3 separate regions of the Pan troglodytes genome follow, and regions 1 and 3 are each linked to region 2. A link is a contact called in public Hi-C and HiChIP or PLAC-seq data. All regions are on one chromosome and are shown on one strand. Each heading gives the region's core, a stretch centred on a gene start, on an enhancer-like site or on the middle of the called end of the contact. The rest is flanking DNA. Distances are from core to core; before and after follow the strand shown.

Region 1 (2,862 bases), core at 107-2,606, 330 kb before region 2:
GAACTCAGGAGGCGGAGGTTGCAGTGAGCCGAGATCGCGCCACTGCACTCCAGCCTGGCAACAGAGGGAGACTCTGTCTCAAAAAAAAAAAAGAAAAGCTCAGTCTAGGTTAAACGTTCCCCTAGTACATCCTCTCATGGCACCAGTAAACTCTCTTACATACTGTCACTAATTTTTAATATTACATGTGTAATTATCAGATTAACAAATGTTATCTCCCACTAGACTATAAGTCCCGTAAGGACACGGGCCGTAGCTGGTTTTGTTTATCATTGTATCTCCAGCACTTAGCACAGTAACTAGCTCAAACTAGGTAACAAATATTTGTTGAACAAATTATTGAACCCCTATAATAGGGAAAACACCGAACCCAGCACTTTACATTCATTAACATGACGCCCACAACACCACCTACTAGGTAGGTGTAATATTAGCCCCATTTTGGATGAACAACTTTTGGGATTCAGAGATTAGGGAATTTCCCCCAAGATTAGAAGGCTACCAAGTGGCAGAGAGAGAAGTGAAACCCGAGTCTGTCCAGCTCCAGACTCCAAGATCCCATGCTTTGAACTACCGGATGCAAACAGGACACACCAACCTAAAAAGGTGTCCAGCCAGAAGGGGCAGGCGGCTTCGGAGGGGAATACGTTTAAATCAACCTAGGCACATTTGCTAAAATCATCCTAAAACCAGAGGTAAGACCAGAGGCGGGTGGCTGTGAATTCCCTGAACGCGAAGTAGATTCCTTGCCAAGAGACGCTGGGGAGCATCAGAGATCTGAAGCCGAGATCCGAGAATGGCAGAGCCCCGCCGGCGGGAAACGCCGCGGCCTTCCCTTCCGGGTTCTTCAGTTAACAAGCCGTGAGCGCAAATACAAAAACTATAACACGAAGCAGCTGGTGATGGAGACCGCGACCGGACAACAAATGCAAAGCAAGGTTAAGGGAAATTTCTCAGAAGTAAGAGCTGACTCTCGGCCAAGGGGGAAGAATTTAACAGAAGGGGCTCCGACCGAGGCACTCCCCTAGGAGGGAACTGCGAAAGCTGAGGCAGGCGGCGGGAGACAGCGGAGCGCGTTTTCCACGCCAGAGAAAATACCAGAACGCCAAGTCAGGACAGGAGCCTCCTTTCCCCCACAGAACCGCTCCCTCCCAGGGGCCCAGTCCGACAGCCCGAGCAACTCGCGAGCCGCTCTGCACTCACCTCGGGCCTCACCTTCGCCACAAACTTCCAAAAAGCCCGCTCAACCCAAGGCCGCCACACTTCCGTTACCCGTAACAACAAGATCCGCCCCCACGGCTCACTTCCGCCGTCCGGGTGCCTGCGGGCAGGGTGTACCATGAAGACTGAAGGGGTGCCGGGAAGCGTGCGGGAGCGTCCCAGCTCACAGTCGGAGGGGGGCGCTGCCTGTCCGAACTCGCGCTCGGGACCGCCGATGAGCACGCGCGGTGGGACCTGAGCGTGCCCAGCGCGGTGTCCCGACAGGTTCAGCTTCCCTCGTGTCCTGTTGAGGGAGTAGTCAGTGCGGGAGGGGACTCACAATTGGTGGCCCCGCAGGTCTTGGCACTGGAAAAGCCTGGAAGGCAGAGGCGGATTTCATACTCCACCTTGTGCCAAGGGACGGTAACCCCTCAGATGTAAGCCCCCTGTGGCTAGGGGTCTTAATGGACTTTTGGGAGTTGTGGTTTTTGCTTGTTCTCTGTTTTGTTTTGTTTTGCGCTCCCCTTGCGTAACCCCAGCGTTTATTGCATAGCCTGGCAAAAGCAGCGAATATTTGTTAAATGAACAACTGACAGTGGGGCGAACACCGACAGAGGGTGGGCCGAGATTCTATTTTGGGTTGAGGGAGCACCTTGCGCAAAGGGTCTGAGAGCAACGAGCAAGCAACAGAGCCCCTGGCCAGTTCAGAAGGCGAAGGTGCTCGGTGGGAGTGGGAAGACAGGGGTTTCTAACTCCTTTTCATATTGGGGACAGTGGGGAACCGCTGAAGGGGAAGGACATGACTGTGTTCGCATTGTAGACTGCTGTCTCGGGCAGGTGAGTACCGCAGAAACTGTTCAAAAGAGATGAGCCAGGTGGGGCGGACCGAAGGCAGGACCCCCCTTAGAAGACTGTAAGTTGTCCCAAAGATAGGTGGTGGTGGCCCAACCTTGGCAATGGGGACAGAAAGGAGTGGACTGCATGTGAAAGAGATTAGGAGGTAGAGATTTAGGAAGCCCAAATATCCGGATTTGAGGGGGTGTGGGCGTTGTTGAGGAATGTTCAGGCTTGAGCGACTGGGGTTGGGGGGCGGGGAGTTAATCCTGCAGTTGACTAACACAGGGAGCACAGGAAAAGGATGATGGGGTGATGATGAGCCCTTCAGAGTTGGACTCACCAAATTTGAGGTGCCTGTGGGATGGCAAGTGAAGGAATGCTAAGATCAGGGAGCATTCAGTCTGGAACCTGACTCGACTCCCAGCCCTCGGGGGTAGAACGGGTCTACATGGCCAGTTATTGAAGAAACAGAGCTATTGGAGGAGAATGGTTCCTCTCAGCTGTCTAGACCTGCTCCTTGCTTGTGACCCTTCAGCATTTTTTTCCTTCTACATTTCTGTCCCAATACAGAGCCGCGATGTTTAACTAAAACACGGCAGCTTGAGGTAGAAGATGATTCCTGAAAGGAATCCTTTACCTTGCCAAGGAAATAGATGACTTTGCCTCATCTCCCCACAAAATCTCCCAGGCTGCTTCTGGGATTCAGCCATCAATCTGTGGGTCTGGGTAGCTAGAACAAGCTCATTAGCCTCTCCGAGCCTCCACTGGCGCATCCCAGACGTACTTACTGAATTGCCTGTGTGTCTACCCACTGGCATTGATGCC
Region 2 (3,034 bases), core at 463-2,962:
TTTTGTATTTTTAGTAGAGACGAGGTTTCACCGTGTTAGCCAGGATGGTCTCGATCTCCTGACCTCGTGATCCGCCTGCCTCGGCCTCCTAAAATGTTGGGATTACAGGCATGAGCCACCACGCCCAGTACCCCCTTCTGAATATTTTAAGAAGGGCATCTTGCCAGTGGACTCTAGTCCCAACTTAGGTCTCAACACAGCTAGGAGGGGAGATGTGTGACTGTTCTATTTTGTTTGTTGGCTAGTCTGACTTAAACACTTATTACTATTACTATTGTTATTATTTTTTGAGACAGTCTCGCTCTGTTGCCCAGGCTGGAGTGCAGTGGTGCAATCGTGGCTCACTGCAGCCTCGACCTCTTGGGATCAAGCGATCTTCCTACCTCAGCCTCCTGAGTAGCTGGGACTACAGGCATGCGCCTGGAATACTTTTGTATTTCTTTTTTTGTAGAAACAGGGTTTTGCCATGTTGCCCAGGAAGGTCTCGAACTCTTGAGCTTAAGTGATCCGCCTACCTCGGCCTCCCCAAGAGCTGGCATTACAGGCTTGAGTCACCGCTCCCGGCCTGAAGCATTATTATTATTATTATTATTATTATTAGAGACGGAGTCTCACTCTGTCACCCAGGCTGGAGTGCAGTGGCATGATCTCGGCTCACTGGGACCTCTGCCGCCTGGGTTCAAGCAATTCTCCTGCCTCAGCCTCCCGAGTAGCTGGGATTACAGGCACCTGCCACTGCGCCCGGCTAATTTTTGTATTTTTAGTAGAGACGGGGTTTCACCATCTTGACCAGGCTGGTCTTGAACTCCGACCTCAGGTGTTCCACGTGCCTCGGCCTCCCAAAGTGCTGGGATTACAGGTGTGAGCCAACGCACCCAGCCAAAACACTATTATTAAAATCACTTATTTGTAAACAGGTAATATTTGCACATGATAAGTACAAATCATTTAGTAAAAAGTCAACGGTGACAGGATTGCTTTGTTTTATTCCCTTTCGGCAAACAGGTGCCCATTTCCTCGCATTTTGTCTATGGTGCTTTTCTTGCAACAAAGGCAGAGATGAATAGCTGCTACAGAGACTCAGGGCCTACATATCAGAGAACATTTTCTATTAGGTCCTTTACAGAAATCTTTGCTGATTTTTTTTTTTTTTTTTTTTTTTTTTTTTTTTTTTTTTTTTTTTTTTTAGTATTTTACCATTTCAGACAATGTTGCTATGCTATCTTTGTATATCTGTCATTTTGCACATGGGAGTTTCTGTAGAATGAATCTCTCTATGTGGAAATGCTAGGTCTTAAGGTGTCAGCATTTGTCGTTTTGATAGGTGTTTCCAAATAGCCCTCTAGGGAAGTTGAACTAATTTATACTGTCTTCAGCGAAACATGCTTGGACCTGTTCCCCACAGCCTCCACTAACCTTGTTAACATCTTGATACTTGCCGATCCGAGAAGGGAAACACGATGCTCATTGTAGTTTTAATTTGCATCTATCTGATTATGAATAAAGAGTTAGCATCTTTTCAAGTCTAAAAATCTTAAAAACAAAACTCCTGAACTTTTCCCGCCCAACAGACTCAAGACTCGTGACCGGGCCGTTGGCACGACGCGGGACGCCGGTGTGGCAGTGGCGGAAGAGGCAGATATCGCGGACCACCCCCGCGCCCCCCAATTCCTTTCAACCAATTCCCTCGCAGCCGCGGAGCCCCGCCCCCAGTCCGCCTCTGGCCAGCTTGGGCGGAGCGCACGGCCAGTGGGAGGTGCTGAGCCGCCTGATTTATTCCGGTCCCGGAGGAGAAGGCGCCAGAACCCCGCGGGGTCTGAGCAGCCCGGCGTGCCCATTCCAGCGCCCCCGTCCCCGCAGCATGCCGCGCCCCCGCCTGCTGGCCGCGCTGTGCGGCGCGCTGCTCTGCGCCCCCAGCCTCCTCGTCGCCCTGGGTGAGTGGATCGCGCCTCTGCCCCTCGCCCCTCCTCCCCGCGCCGCTCGGAAGTTTGCCCGGCGCCCGCCCTCCACCTCCACTGTTGACAAACTTAGACAAAGCCCCGGGGACCGGGCCGGGCAGAGGGGCGGCTTCTTCCGCTGCGCCCTGGCGGGACAGGGGGATGCGGCCCTGCTGTCTCTGCGCTGGGGCTTTTGGGCTGGGACTCGGGACATCGGGTGACAGCCCTGCCGCCCCCAGGGATGCGGCTTACAGATAATGACAAAGGAATCCGCTGTGTCGGGCCTCTCTTTTCCCTGGTGAAAAATGAGGCCAGGGAACTGCGTTTGACTTTCGAACCCCTTCCACCTGGGAGATTCTAGGACTCTAGTATGGATAAGTCTTGTCTGGATAACTTTGTCCTGGCCATCTCCCTGCCAACTCCAGTTGGCTGGACAGTTCATTGGATTTTTGCGCTCCCAATTGTCCGTGCCTGGTCACATAAGGGAAGGGCTGGGGAGTCGGTGCAATGGACGCAGGCCGTAAGCGGGGCCCGGGAGGGGACCCAGAGGCTTCGAGGAACTTGGAAGAGGGCTGCCTGCTGATGGGAGTCTCCTGACTCCCTCCCTCCCGCGGCCTTGGCCGGCTGCTGTATCTTCCCTGGTCCTCCTCCGCCTCCCAGGAGGCCTCCGGCGGCCAGCTGGGCCCCTTGCAGGCTGGACTTGCGGATGCCCCGTGCCATTCACCGTGGAGCGCTGGGAGGGGGTCAGGGCCAGGACTCTTTAGGCGGCCCCTCCATCATTTTCTCATAGAAATGGGATTGACTGAAGCAAGGTAGGTAACAGCTGAGCCCCAGCCCTATGTCCTGTGATCTGCCTGACCCTCGGGGCTAGAGCTTCCAGAGTGCTCCAAGCTCCCAGGAACTTGGGAGCTCCTGGCCCTCCCCGGCCACCATGAAAGACAGCTGGATCTTCATAGCCCCTTTCTACTCTTCCCTGTACCCCCCAACCTGAACTCTGGCCAAATGTTACTGGAAAGTCCCCGAAAGAGCAGGACTCTGAAGTCCCAAAGATGTTTTTATACAGGGTGATCTGGCCTTTTCCAGAAGGAGGAAACACC
Region 3 (2,918 bases), core at 406-2,905, 260 kb before region 2:
TATTAGATTATAAACTCCATGAAGCAAAGATATTCTTGCTCTTGTTCACCACTTTATCTGTGAGGCCAGATACTTGGTGGGCACTCAATCAGTGTTACCTAAATGAATGGATGAAACAACAGATGTACAGTGTTCAGCCTCTCTTCTAGGAACTTAAACACAGACAAGGAAGCAGATTTAAAGAGATGAAATGACTTGTCCACCCTCACATAATGAGTAGGGCCATGTCTACTCATGACCGTGTCTACTCAAAGTCCAACGCTAGACTTTGGACCATGTCAACCCCAAGGCCCAAGCCCCTTGCCTTATATCACAAATCTACTTAGGTAATAGTACTCCAGAGATTTATGCTTCAATTATTAAACATCTTACTCCCCCCAACCATTTGATTCCTTTTATTATTTTTATTCTTATTTTTTTGAGACGGTCTCGCTCTGTCTCCCTAGGCTGGAGTACAGTGGCATGATCATGGCTCACTGCAGCCTTGACCTCCCCAAGCTCAAGACGTCCTTCCACCTTAGCTTCTTGAGTAGCTGGGACTATAGGCACATGCCACCAAACCCAGCTAATTTCTGATTTTTTGTAGAGATGGGGGAACTTGCCTGGGAGGTTCCACTATGTTGCCCAGGCTGGTCTCGAACTTCTGAGCTCAAGAGATCTGCCCACCTTGGCTTCCTTTCCCAAAGTGCTGAGATTACAGGTGTGAGCCACTGCACCCAGCTTTGATTCCTTTTAGACCCATCTATCATTACTCAGGTTTGAGACTAATTATTTGAGACCTAGAGCAGATGTTCAGATGTCATTGGGACAGTTACAAAACTCAGATTTGCTACACTACTGAGGAGCAATTACAGCTAATTGTGTAGGCACTTTGGGAGCCTCAATTTAATTAAATCCAAACACATCTGATCTGGATAAAGGGCCAACCCTGCCTGATGTCAGACAGACTGCTGGATGTTCTGTGAAGAGATGCCACCTCTCCCATGCAAGGGAAGGGCAAAGACATGGTGCCCAGCTCCAGGATCAGCCTTCTGGAAGGTCCTCCTGGGACCTCCCCTGATGTCAGTTACCAAACACCTTTAGTGCCTGGGCCTCTCCCTGGCCTGTTATTACTAACAGCTACGTTAATCTGTTTTTAAATGAGGCTCTATGTATTTAATTCTTATGGGATTAGCACTAGGTAACTATATAATCTTGCTGCCGCTTTTTAAAGTAAGATGAAATCTGAAACACTAGCTGGGCCTTAGACAGATGAGTATTGCACGGCCATTTTGGAAAGGCAACTTGCTGGGAACAGGAAAGACCCCTCACCTTTTTCTCAAGCCCCTACACCTAAAGAAGGACAAGGCAAAGGCTGCCTGAATGCTATTATTTCAACAGCCACTTCCCCAAATGACACTAGCATGACTAAATAGGCTAAAATACAGGGACCTGAGACTTGGTGTTACCTTGTGGATGGAGACTCTGAGTCATCTCTGTATGTTCCATGCCAGGCCCATGCCTGGCATCTGTGGATATGCCACAAAATGTCAGGTGGATAAGAAGGAAGTTTGAATCGTCTGGAATGAAGGCACACAGTACTCGCCAGCATGAGTAAGCAGGGGACATGAAAGAGGTACTTGAATATCTTTCCCACTAAGTTTAGCCTAAGAGAAAAATACAGTTAAGCTAACATGGCTCGCTGACAGGTGGGCGGTTAGGGGCCTAGCAGCCCCTGTCACTTCCATAGTAAAAGTATGTGAGTCATTTCTTAAAGTCAAGGGGAAACTATCGTAAAGCTGAGTCATCCAGGAATACAATAGCTGTAGAAATAAAGTTAAGGCCCCTTTGTGCTATCAAATTAGTTGGCCTTGCCCTTATCTCTGAAATAAGGATTTTAAAAAATGAGTGTTTTCAGCCTTGTTTCCCCAGGTATAGGATGCCTAAAACTGCCCTCTTATGGCTAAAGGTTTAAGTATTCAGATATCATCCTGAAAGTGCAGAACTCACCACTCTTGGCCACTGTTCTGCTTTGGATATGACTCCCTGACACACTTCCTGAAGCTCCTGGCCCCTGGCTCTCAGCAGACGATCTTGCCAGGTGTTTTACTACGATGTCTGAGTTCTGCAAACTCACTACCTTCACTTTCACATTCTCTCTCTCCCTTCACCCACCTCTTCCTCCTCCCTTCCCATTGTACCCTTCTGCCATTATGAAACTCAACTGTTTAATGCAGAGGCAACACAATTCATAACTATGAATACAATTCAAAATTGAGTCTACACCAATGAAAATGGTAGATATGAGAAGCTTATCGAAACACCTATGTTTATGATCTAATAGAAGATTGTAAGATATTAAGCAGTAAAAACAAAATAGAAGTTCCTTAAAAATCACTGCCTGAAGCTCTTACAGTGAGATGTCTTGGATCATGGGTGATCTCTACGCATGCTAAAGGTAGGTAACCCTACATCCTAGTCTCTCCAAGAGGGTCCTGGAATGTATTGTTCTGATGCAGTTATTAATAAAGTTATGAATTATTATAACATTATTAATAAAGTCCCTTTTTACTCACAAAAGTGTCTCAATTGGAATGTGTAATTAGATGGAGGGAGATGGGGTCTCCCTCCTTTCTAAGACTGAAGTCCCGTCCTCTAAGCAAGACCAAGTTTTCTGACCTTACCTTAAGGTTCCAAAAGATTGTTTGTATATATGTTTGTTTGTTTTAAGAGATAGGGTCTCACTCTGTAGCTCACGCTGTGCAGTGGCATGATCACAGCTCAGTGTAGCCTTGAACTCCTGGGCACAGCTTCTAGAGTAGCCGGGACTACAGACATGAGCCACCATGCCCAGCTAATTTATTTTTATTTTTTGTAGAAATGAGGTCTCACTGTGATTAAAGGTGTGAGCCACTGTACCCAGCCCAAGAGATAATTTT

Evidence for each region. A called contact is a pair of places that touch in the nucleus more often than the background predicts. HiChIP or PLAC-seq counts read pairs in DNA pulled down with a chosen protein or histone mark.
Region 1: an H3K4me3 HiChIP or PLAC-seq map of stem cell-derived excitatory neurons shows a contact between it and region 2, with 2.8 times the contacts expected there. The contact joins the promoter of FANCI here to the promoter of MFGE8 in region 2. A contact is called at or near these places in 1 of 7 Hi-C or Micro-C datasets (stem cell-derived neural progenitor cells) and 1 of 1 datasets of contacts at active chromatin or transcription factors (stem cell-derived excitatory neurons).
Region 3: a Hi-C map of a lymphoblastoid cell line shows a contact between it and region 2, with 3 times the contacts expected there. The contact joins the enhancer-like site here to the promoter of MFGE8 in region 2. A contact is called at or near these places in 3 of 7 Hi-C or Micro-C datasets (induced pluripotent stem cells, a lymphoblastoid cell line and stem cell-derived neural progenitor cells), 1 of 1 datasets of contacts at active chromatin or transcription factors (stem cell-derived excitatory neurons) and 1 of 1 other capture datasets (stem cell-derived neural stem cells).

Annotation. Positions count from the first base shown.
Region 1 is chr16:81,041,282-81,044,143 of NHGRI_mPanTro3-v2.0_pri, reverse strand. FANCI (FA complementation group I) reads right to left here and starts at 1,356. Exons shown (of 38, transcript XM_510581.9): 1 at 1,216-1,356.
Region 2 is chr16:80,707,642-80,710,675 of NHGRI_mPanTro3-v2.0_pri, reverse strand. MFGE8 (milk fat globule EGF and factor V/VIII domain containing) reads left to right here and starts at 1,712. Exons shown (of 8, transcript XM_001165898.8): 1 at 1,712-1,934. The coding sequence starts at 1,862.
Region 3 is chr16:80,965,333-80,968,250 of NHGRI_mPanTro3-v2.0_pri, reverse strand. The region is part of intron 6 of ABHD2 (abhydrolase domain containing 2, acylglycerol lipase); the gene reads right to left. Among named protein-coding and RNA genes, the nearest start is that of RLBP1, 72 kb to the left of the region's middle. Within about 2 kb of position 1,655, at least 2 of the 24 cell types and tissues checked have an H3K27ac peak or open chromatin away from gene starts, as enhancers often do. A contact at or near this core is called in a lymphoblastoid cell line, where this site is marked.